Regions from separate parts of the Sus scrofa genome. Here regions 1 and 3 are each linked to region 2. Evidence: chromatin contacts called from public promoter capture Hi-C data. All regions are on one chromosome and are shown on one strand. Each heading gives the region's core, a stretch centred on a gene start, on an enhancer-like site or on the middle of the called end of the contact. The rest is flanking DNA. Distances are from core to core; before and after follow the strand shown.

What was found. Promoter capture Hi-C pulls out the DNA fragments that hold promoters and counts their contacts.
Region 1: a promoter capture Hi-C map of fetal liver shows a contact between it and region 2, with 2.1 times the contacts expected there. The contact joins the promoter of XKR8 here to the promoter of FAM76A in region 2. A contact is called at or near these places in 1 of 5 promoter capture datasets (fetal liver) and 1 of 2 datasets of contacts at active chromatin or transcription factors (alveolar macrophages).
Region 3: a promoter capture Hi-C map of liver shows a contact between it and region 2, with 4 times the contacts expected there. The contact joins the promoter of SMPDL3B here to the promoter of FAM76A in region 2. A contact is called at or near these places in 1 of 5 promoter capture datasets (liver), 1 of 47 Hi-C or Micro-C datasets (epiblast stem cells) and 1 of 2 datasets of contacts at active chromatin or transcription factors (alveolar macrophages).

What each region holds. Positions count from the first base shown.
Region 1 is chr6:85,083,364-85,086,201 of Sscrofa11.1, forward strand. XKR8 (XK-related protein 8) reads left to right here and starts at 1,278. Exons shown (of 3, transcript XM_003127736.4): 1 at 1,278-2,027. The coding sequence starts at 1,447. It overlaps SMPDL3B (acid sphingomyelinase-like phosphodiesterase 3b), which reads left to right. Exons shown (of 9, transcript XM_003127737.5): 8 at 496-592; 9 at 595-1,120. The coding sequence ends at 863.
Region 2 is chr6:84,878,809-84,881,508 of Sscrofa11.1, forward strand. It overlaps FAM76A (family with sequence similarity 76 member A), which reads left to right and starts at 1,286. Exons shown (of 5, transcript NM_001243460.1): 1 at 1,286-1,427. The coding sequence starts at 1,347.
Region 3 is chr6:85,059,091-85,062,008 of Sscrofa11.1, forward strand. It overlaps SMPDL3B (acid sphingomyelinase-like phosphodiesterase 3b), which reads left to right and starts at 1,549. Exons shown (of 9, transcript XM_003127737.5): 1 at 1,549-1,772. The coding sequence starts at 1,664.

The DNA of each region.
Region 1 (2,838 bases), core at 28-2,527, 200 kb after region 2:
CTTCTTTTTTTTGTTGTTTTTTAGGGCTGCACCCGCGGCATATGAAGGTTCCCAGGCTAGGGGTCCGATCGGAGCTGTAGCTGCCGCCTACACCACAGGATCCGAGCCACATCTGCAACCTACACCACAGCTCAAGGCAACGCCGGATCCTTAACCCAGGATCCTTAACCCACTGAGCGAGGCCAGGGATGGGACCCGCCTCCTCATGGATACTAGTCGGGTTTGTTAACTGCTGAGCCACCAGGGGAACTCCCGAAATTAACTTCTTTGGGACTTAGCTTTCTCATTTGTGAAACGAGGATAATAAGTACAGTTAGCTTACCAGTTTCAATCAGAGAATGTCTGCCAAGCATACCTCGGAAATAGTTAATGCTCAATAACTAATAGCACTTATGACTGGGGCTGTTTAGAATCTGGGGGGCGAATGCAAGGTAGAGGATTAGGGGCAGAAGCGGCCAGCTGCTCACGGCCTGTCTGCTTCGCGCCCTTCTGCAGGACATGGTGACCTACTTCTTGAACCTGAGCCAGGCGAACGAGCAGGGGACACCGCGCTGGGAGCCTGAGTACCGGTTGACGGAGGCCTACGGGGTGCCGACGCAGGGGCCGGTTCCATGCACGCGGCGCTGGGCCGCATAGCCAGCAACAAGGACGTGCTGCAGCGCTACTACGACTACAACTCGGTCAGCTACGAACCGCAGCCCTGCGATGAGGCCTGCCGCGTCGAGCACGTGTGCGCGCTGCGCGAGGTGGCCTTCGATGCGTACGCCGCCTGCCTGCGTGACCCCGGCGTCGCGCACGCGCCCTGCCTCGCGCTCCTGCTGGCGGCGCTGCTGGGCCTGCGCGCGCTGCTCCTGCGGTGGTGACCTGGGGCGCCGCAGGTCGGATGACAGGTCTCGCCTGAGGAAATGGGGGCAGCATCACTCTCGAGTGCTGGACTTTTCCACCCTTTCCCTCGCGTTCGCAGAATGAACTAGGACGGACAGCCGAACAGGAAATGATGCACCAAATGCACCACCAGAAGCACATTTCTTTCAAGTTCCATTTATCCAAAGCACAATGCCTGTCGTGCATATTAGTCTGTGCATTATTCCTTTTAATTAGTAAATCATGTTTAAAGCAACTCCCATGCGCAGTTATTGAACGTCCTGCCCTCCTCCCATTCGGATAATCGGAGTAAAATGAGCTGCCAGGAAGATGCGCCTGGTTGATCCAGTGCCCTCGGTCTCCCCTGGCACACGGTCTGGACTCCAGCCATAACTGGCGAAGTCCTGCAATCATGGGTCGGAACCGGCCTTTGAGCTTTGCTGCTTTGTTTTGAAACAATGCAGACGGGAGACATCGCAGTTCTAGTCCGGGCGTTAATCTCCAGGCCATTTTCGCCTCCAGGAGCCTCAAATATGAAACAAGGCGATTAGAAGCTGCTAAACTAAGGGCATTGCGCCTCGGATGCTCGGTCTTCCAGCCCAGCGGTCCTCGGGGCCCTCAGGGCTTAGCGGGGTTCGGGATCTCCAGGGAGGTTGCAGCGCCAGGGACCGGTGGGTCGGCTGTTGCAGCGACCGCGGGGTCTGCGAGCTTGGCTCCTCCCCGGACGCTGCGGGACGAGGAAGTCCCGCCCAGCGGCACGGGTCTGGGCGGCCCGGAGGGCTGTGCCCGCCTCTTTCCTGCCACTGCGGCCCGGGGCGGGGAGGGAGGGTCCAAGCTCAGAAGAGAAGGAGCGGGAGAAGCTGGCGGGTCATGCCCTGGTCGCTCCACGCCGTGCTCTTCAGGGACCTGGTCCTGGGCGTTTTGGGCACCCTCGCCTTCCTGATCGACCTGGGCGCCGACCTGTGGGCGGCGAGCCAGTATGTGCTTAGCGGTCGCTACCTGTGGGCCGCGCTAGTGCTGGCGCTCTTGGGCCTCGCCTCGGTCGCGCTGCAGTTCTTCAGCTGGGTCTGGCTGCGCACCGACCCCACCGGCCTGCACGCGTCGCAGCCCCCAGGCCAGCGCCTGGCGCTGTTGCACCTCCTGCAGCTGGGCTACCTGTACAGGTGAGTGGCCCGCCCTCGGGGAAAGGGGAGGAGGAACGGAGGTCGGCGTCACCTCCCGAAGCTGGGCTGGTAGTAAGGTGAGAGCCTTGACCTAGGGAAGGGGGCGGAAAGGAGAGGACTGGGACCAAGGAGAGGCAACTAAGCCCCTCTTAGTTTAGGGGGCCGCTTCTACCTACAGGTGAGCTCCTGGTCCCTGATGAAAGAGAACTTTGACTGACAGCCCTCGGCGCTCATCGGCCGTACTCTTCCTGGCACAGGTGAAGAAACTGAGGCCCTGAGAGGAAAGGGAGGCACATAACTTGGGAGTCAGGCCTCTTTGGGGTCTGGTCCTGGCTTTACTCCCTGTGGCCTCATTCCTGCCTTTCTCTGAGCCTCAATTTTCTCCTCTGTTAAAAGGAGGTAGTGATCTAGAGAGAGTGTGCCTGGCAGGCCTGGTGTGAAGGGAAGAAGGGAGAGTGCCCAGCACATGCCTGACTGGGGTGAACTCTGTTGGGATGGCAACAGACCCCCAAGTTCCTTTCAGCTGTGGGCAGGGCCTTGGGCAAGTCAAGTGATCCCTCCAGGTGTCCATTCACTCACTGCTCTAGGGATCCTAGTGTAGGGATTAAATGGAGGCCTGTACATTGTCCTGGTGCAGAGTGAGCAGGTGACAAGTGTCAGCTAGCTGGGTCACCTGGGGTTTCAGCAATTCTGACCCCCCAGAGCAGTGCTTGTTCCCTCAAGGCTGGTGCCTCTCACCCTGTCTTTCTCAGTTGTATTCTCCCCGAACACTTGCTCCCTGCCCCACCCCCACCCCCCAGAACAAGCAATA
Region 2 (2,700 bases), core at 36-2,535:
CACTGCAGGAAGCTTTGCCAAAGCCTCAAGAACCAAAAGTATGGGAGTTCCTCTTGTGGTTCAGTGGTAAGGAAACCCACTAGTATCCATGAGGTTGCAGCTTCCATCCCTGGCCTTGCCCAGTGGGTTAAAGGATCCCATGTTGCCTCGAGCTGCGGTGTCGTTCCCAAACGCAGCTCAGATCTGGCATTACTGTGGTCGCGCGACTCGGATTCTTGACCCCTAGCCTGGGAACTTCAATAGGCCCTGGGTGTGGCCATAATAGGACAAAAACAAACAAGCAACAAAACAAACAAAAAACCACAAGTTTGCAATTCCTTGGACTACCCCTAGATGCCCCAGGCAGGGAGCAGTTAGGACACGTAGCTAGGATAGGAGGGCGTAGCTCGCCTTCCGGCCGGGCCTAACCAGGAAATGCCTGGCAGTTCAAGAAAGAAGCTGAGGGTGCGTCTGGATTAGACACAGTAGGAAGCAGGCCTCAGACCAGTTGCATCCCACTCTGACGGGGCCTCTGGGGCGCGAGGGCTCTCAGAGGTGGAAGGCTTCTCCTTAGTATCCGTCTTCTCCCTCCTAGAGGAGCTGTCATCACTCTAGCAGCCAGAAGGCCCTGTGTAGAAACAACACAGGGGTGCTCTCTCTGGGGCCACTCTATTTCTCTCTGCAGGTCAGCGACCCTAGAGTTTTCCGTTTTTAGGGGTCTCAGAGGGCACTCCTCTAAGTTGCCTCTCAGGGTTCCCTCCTGGCCCTCCAGTGGGAGGGCCGTGAGGGCCCCTCCTGCCCGGATGATGGAGGCTTCTTCTCACAAGCTCATCTTCACGCACCGGGTGGCGACAGAGGTCTGGTTCAACCATGCAACACACTCCACCCAACCCGCTGCCAGGGGGCAACTCCATGGAAACTGAAACCTCACAACTCCGTGGAGGTATCGCGAGAAGCGCGGTTGCGCCAGCGGCCGGGGAGAGGAGGAGCGAAGGCGGGAACCGAGAGCGAAGTGGGAGGAGTCTTAGGCGCTTCCGAGGTTCCCGGCGGGAGACCGTCCCTCCCAGCGGCGCCCCCGCGTGACTGCGCTTTACATAATCGAGGCCGCGCGCGTCATAAGTGGCGTACTCGAGTCCAGACCGAATCAGAGTCGTAAGAAGCTCCGTGTCCCGCCCCTTCGTGCTTGATAGACGTCTAAATGAACCAGTGAACGGGCGTTCAGCGCCGCCGCGCCCGCCCTGGTCCGCCCGCACCCGAGGGCCCGCCCGCCTGCCGCAGCCCGCAGCCTGCCGCCAGGTTGTACCTCAGACTGTCAGATAAAGCGGCGGGCCGGGCCGGCGGGGCGGTGAGCACGGCCCGGGCCGGACATGGCGGCGCTCTACGCCTGCACCAAGTGCCACCAGCGCTTCCCCTTCGAGGCGCTGTCTCAGGGGCAGCAGCTGTGCAAGGTGCGCGGGCTGGGGCGGCGGCCGGGAACTGGGACGCTGGAGGCGCGGCCCGGAGCTCCCGGTTCTGCGGGGACGCCCGGCGGGGTCCCTCGGGCAGGGCGTGGCTGGCTCACAGAACTGAGAAACCGTACCCGCCCCATTGGGGGTCGGCGAGGCATGTAGGGGAGATCCAGGCCCTATCCGGGCCCCCGCGGCGGGCGTGTCCGGGCGCTTAGCAACCGCGAGGGATTGTTCTCTGACCCTCCGAGGTCGGGGGAGGGGACAGCGGGTCCCCCTCACGCCCCTGACAAGCCGCGCCCTAGGTCGCTCTTGGGCTGGCTTCCCCGCTGCCGGGGTCTGCCTGGTTTCAGGCTTAGGGACCCCGTGCCTCGCCTGGGACTGAACTCCAGAGTTGGGTGCTGCCTGGGAGGATCGTCTCGAACTCGGGCGTCTCACGGGCACCTCTCAGCCAGTTTCGGAGTGGGACATAGTGAGGCTTTATAATAAAGCCCCACTGTCAAGCTCACGAGGCAAAAGGATGATTTTTCAGCATCTAGTTAGTGACCTTCGGTCCTCGCCCTAACCAGCCGCTGATCAGTTTTTACCCCGAAGGTCCAAGTTCTCTTTTTTCGTTTTAAGTTGCTTCATCTTGTTTTGCCTATTTAAATGAGTAGAGGTGTTGTGAGGATACAGTAAAAGTCACTAAGCCAACTGGAGAGTGATGTTGAGATATCCCCAAATAATCCAGAGTTTGTGTCTCTGGTATGGATAACTCATAATTGTATGTCATTATTGCCTCAAATAGCCAGGACTTCTTCACTTTTTGTTTACTATTTATGAGAGAACTCAAAAACTCAAATGTTTGAGTGCCTTTTTTGGACATATATATATATATACATGTATATTTAATCATGTGTTTGTGTGTGTGTATATATACATACATATGTATGTTTTTTAGGGCAGTTTTATGTTTGTGAGCAATAATGAATTTAATTCAGCACTTTGATTTCAAAAGTGAACCTGCTGAAAAGAATCACACAGTGGCAGAGGGAGAACCGGACTAGAATCCAGGGCTTCTGATTCCTAGTCTGTGACTTATTCATACTTTTGTTTCACAATTTATGACTAGTTCCATATAAATTCTTACTTAACTCCCACATCAATGCAGGGTGGTGATGCCAGAATCACAGAAGAAAGAAATTAGTCCTAGAAAGTTTAAGTGACTAACTCAAGCACAGTGGATATGCTTGGAATAGTACCCAGGTCTCTGCCTCCTACTGAAGGCTGTTTCCAT
Region 3 (2,918 bases), core at 299-2,798, 180 kb after region 2:
AAAATAGGAACTCCCCTTTCCTTTTTTTTTATTTTTTTCAAGCAAGAGACAAAATTCTTATGTGAAAATGTCCTCTCTTGTACCAGATGAAAAATAACATTCTCATTTTCCTTCTTCCTGCTGTTCATGAAGGCCGGAATGAGTGGTATCTGAGTGAGAGCTCTCCATTCAAGGCTTTCTGACTACATTTTTTTTCTATTGAAGTCTATTTGATTACTAACACTGTGTGAGGTGTTCCCATTGTAGCTCAGTGGTAATGAACACAACTAGTATCCATGAGGATGCAGGTTTGATTCCTGGCTTCGCTCAGTGTGTCAGGGATATGGCGTTGCTGTGAGAAGCAGTGTAGGTTGAAGATGCGGTTTGAATCCTGCATTGCTGTGGCTGTAGTGTAGGCAGGTAACTGCACCTTCAATTGGACCCCTAACCTGAGAACTTACATATGCAGCAGGTGCAGCCCTAAAAAGCAAAAAAAAAAAAAAAAAAAAAAAAGTTCTGCTGTACAGCAAAGTGATTCCATCACACACACACACACACGCATATATACATATGCATTCTTTTAATAAAAGAGTCCTTATTTTTTGAGATATATACTAAAGTGTTTATGGGCAAAACGACATGCTCCCTGGAATTTTCTTTAAATAATTCAATGGGATTGGGTTAGAGTGCAGATAAAGTAAGACTGGCTACGAGTTCATAACTAGGGTTGCTGGAGGATGGGTACTGGGGGTTCCTTACACAATTTTCTCTACTTCTGAATATGTTTATCAATTTTGAATATAAAAGAAGAGGGGTTCCCATTGTGGCTCAGTGTTAACAAACCCGATTAGTTTCCACGAAGTTGGTCTCACTTAGTGGGTTAAGGATCCGACGTTGACTTGAGCTATGGTGTGGGTTGCAGATGTGACTCAGATCCTGAGTTGCTGTGGCTGCAGTGTAGGCCAGAGGCTATAGCTCTGATTTGACCCCTAGCCTGGGAACTTTCCTATGACCCAGGGGCCGCCCTTAAAATAAAAAAGTAAAAAATAAAAAAAGAGATGAAGCCTGTGTCACCTCCTCCCAGTCACCTCCTGTCACTTTCCCCAGAAGGTTAGATCTCTCATCTGGGCTTGTCAAGCCACCTAACACGCTGAACTGCAGTCCAGTGGTTTACTGCCCTCTGGAGGGCAGGGCCTGCCCTGGGCCCCCGCCATTTCCCTGGGACCTGGTTCCTGGCATAAATGAGCAGATGACTCAAGTCTTGTTTCCTCTGTGGTCAAGCATGTCTATCTCCAACTAGCAGCTAAGTTCCTGTGATGGCAAAGGCCAGACATTTAATACTGGTCTGTTTGTTCTGTGGGCATGATACAACACGGAAACTCTGAAGTAGGTATTTGCCTGTCAGCGAGCGACTGGAGTCGGGTGCGTTTCCCAGAAAATCCAGTTGCTGACTGGACTGACATGCTCTGAAGAACTGGCAGGACGGGTGCTGCTTCCAACTTCAGAGTCCAAAGGCCTGGCAGGTGCAGCTCTTTGGGCAAACCCCGCTCACACCCCGCTGGGCAAAGGATGAAAAGTCAGAGGAGCCAGACGCCTCCCGTGATTTGGTACACCCAGTGGCAGGACAGAAAGTTCTGCTCTGGCTCGTGGCCACCAACACCTATTTAGGAAGCCCGTGGCTCGAATGACAGCTCCAGGAGGACCCCACGTTTCCGTGAGGCAAGCCCCAAGAATGAGGCTGCCTGTGCTGCTGATTTTCCTGGCCCACTGGGGAGTCACCAGAGCTGGACAAGGTAGGCACTGCGAATGCCTGTGATCTCTCTGTTTTGTACTCTGAACTTAGGGTTGAGGGCTGCTAGAAACTGCCCACGGAAAGCTAAAAGACTGCTTAAAATAGCAAGGCAGGGAGCTGGGCAGGGAGGCTGGGTGAGAGAGTTAGCGAGTGGTGGGGGTGCTGTTTGAGCCTGAAGATTTTTTTTTTTATTAAAGCAGACTTGAGGAGTTCCCATAGCGGCTCAGCAGTAACAAACCCGACTAGTATCCATGACGTTGCAGTTTCCTTAACTCAGTGCAGTGGCATTATCATGAGCTGTGGTGTAGGCCAGCAGCTGCCACTCCGAGTCGACCCCTAGCCTGGGAACTTCCATGTGCCACAGGAGCAGCCCCAAAAAGAAAAAAGAAAAAAGAAAGTATATTTGATTTACAATATTGTGTGCCAATTTCTGCTGTAGAGCGAAGTGACCCAGTTATACATATATACTTTTCTTATAGAGCCTGAAGATTTTAAGTGGGGGTGACAGCTGGCCCCAAGAGGGACAGTGACATTGTTAAGAGGTGTGGGTACATAAAAGCCAGACAGCTGATAGAGGTAGAGGGTGGCAGGCAGATTCATGAATCATTCAACACATATTGGTTGGGGGCCTTCATGGATCATGGGCTATTCTAGGAACCAGGGATGTGGCAGAAATGAGAAGAAACAAAGTCTCAGTCTTGGTGAAGCATTTCTCCACTGGGGGAGAAACAGACCAAAAGACATGCCAACAAGAAAATACATATTCCAGGGAGTTCCAATCGTGGCTCAGCGGAAACGAATCTGACTAGCATCCATAAGGATGCAGATTCGATCCCTGGCCTGTGCTCAGTGGGTTAAGGATCCCACGTTGCTGTGGCTGTGGTGTAGGCCGGCAGCTGAAGCTCCGATTAGACCCCTAGCCTGGGAACCTCCATATGCCACGGGTGTGGCCCTAAAAAGAAAAAAAAAAAAAAAAAAAAAAAAAGAAAAAAAGAAAAGAAAAGAAAATACGTATTCCAGGAAATAACAAGTGTTATGGAGAATAATAAAGCAGACTCAGGGCCTCGCCAGGCTGACTGGAGGTTTAGGACTGACTGAAAAAATCTTCACTCACCCCCTGACTCCTTCACTTTTAAATGTTTTCTTA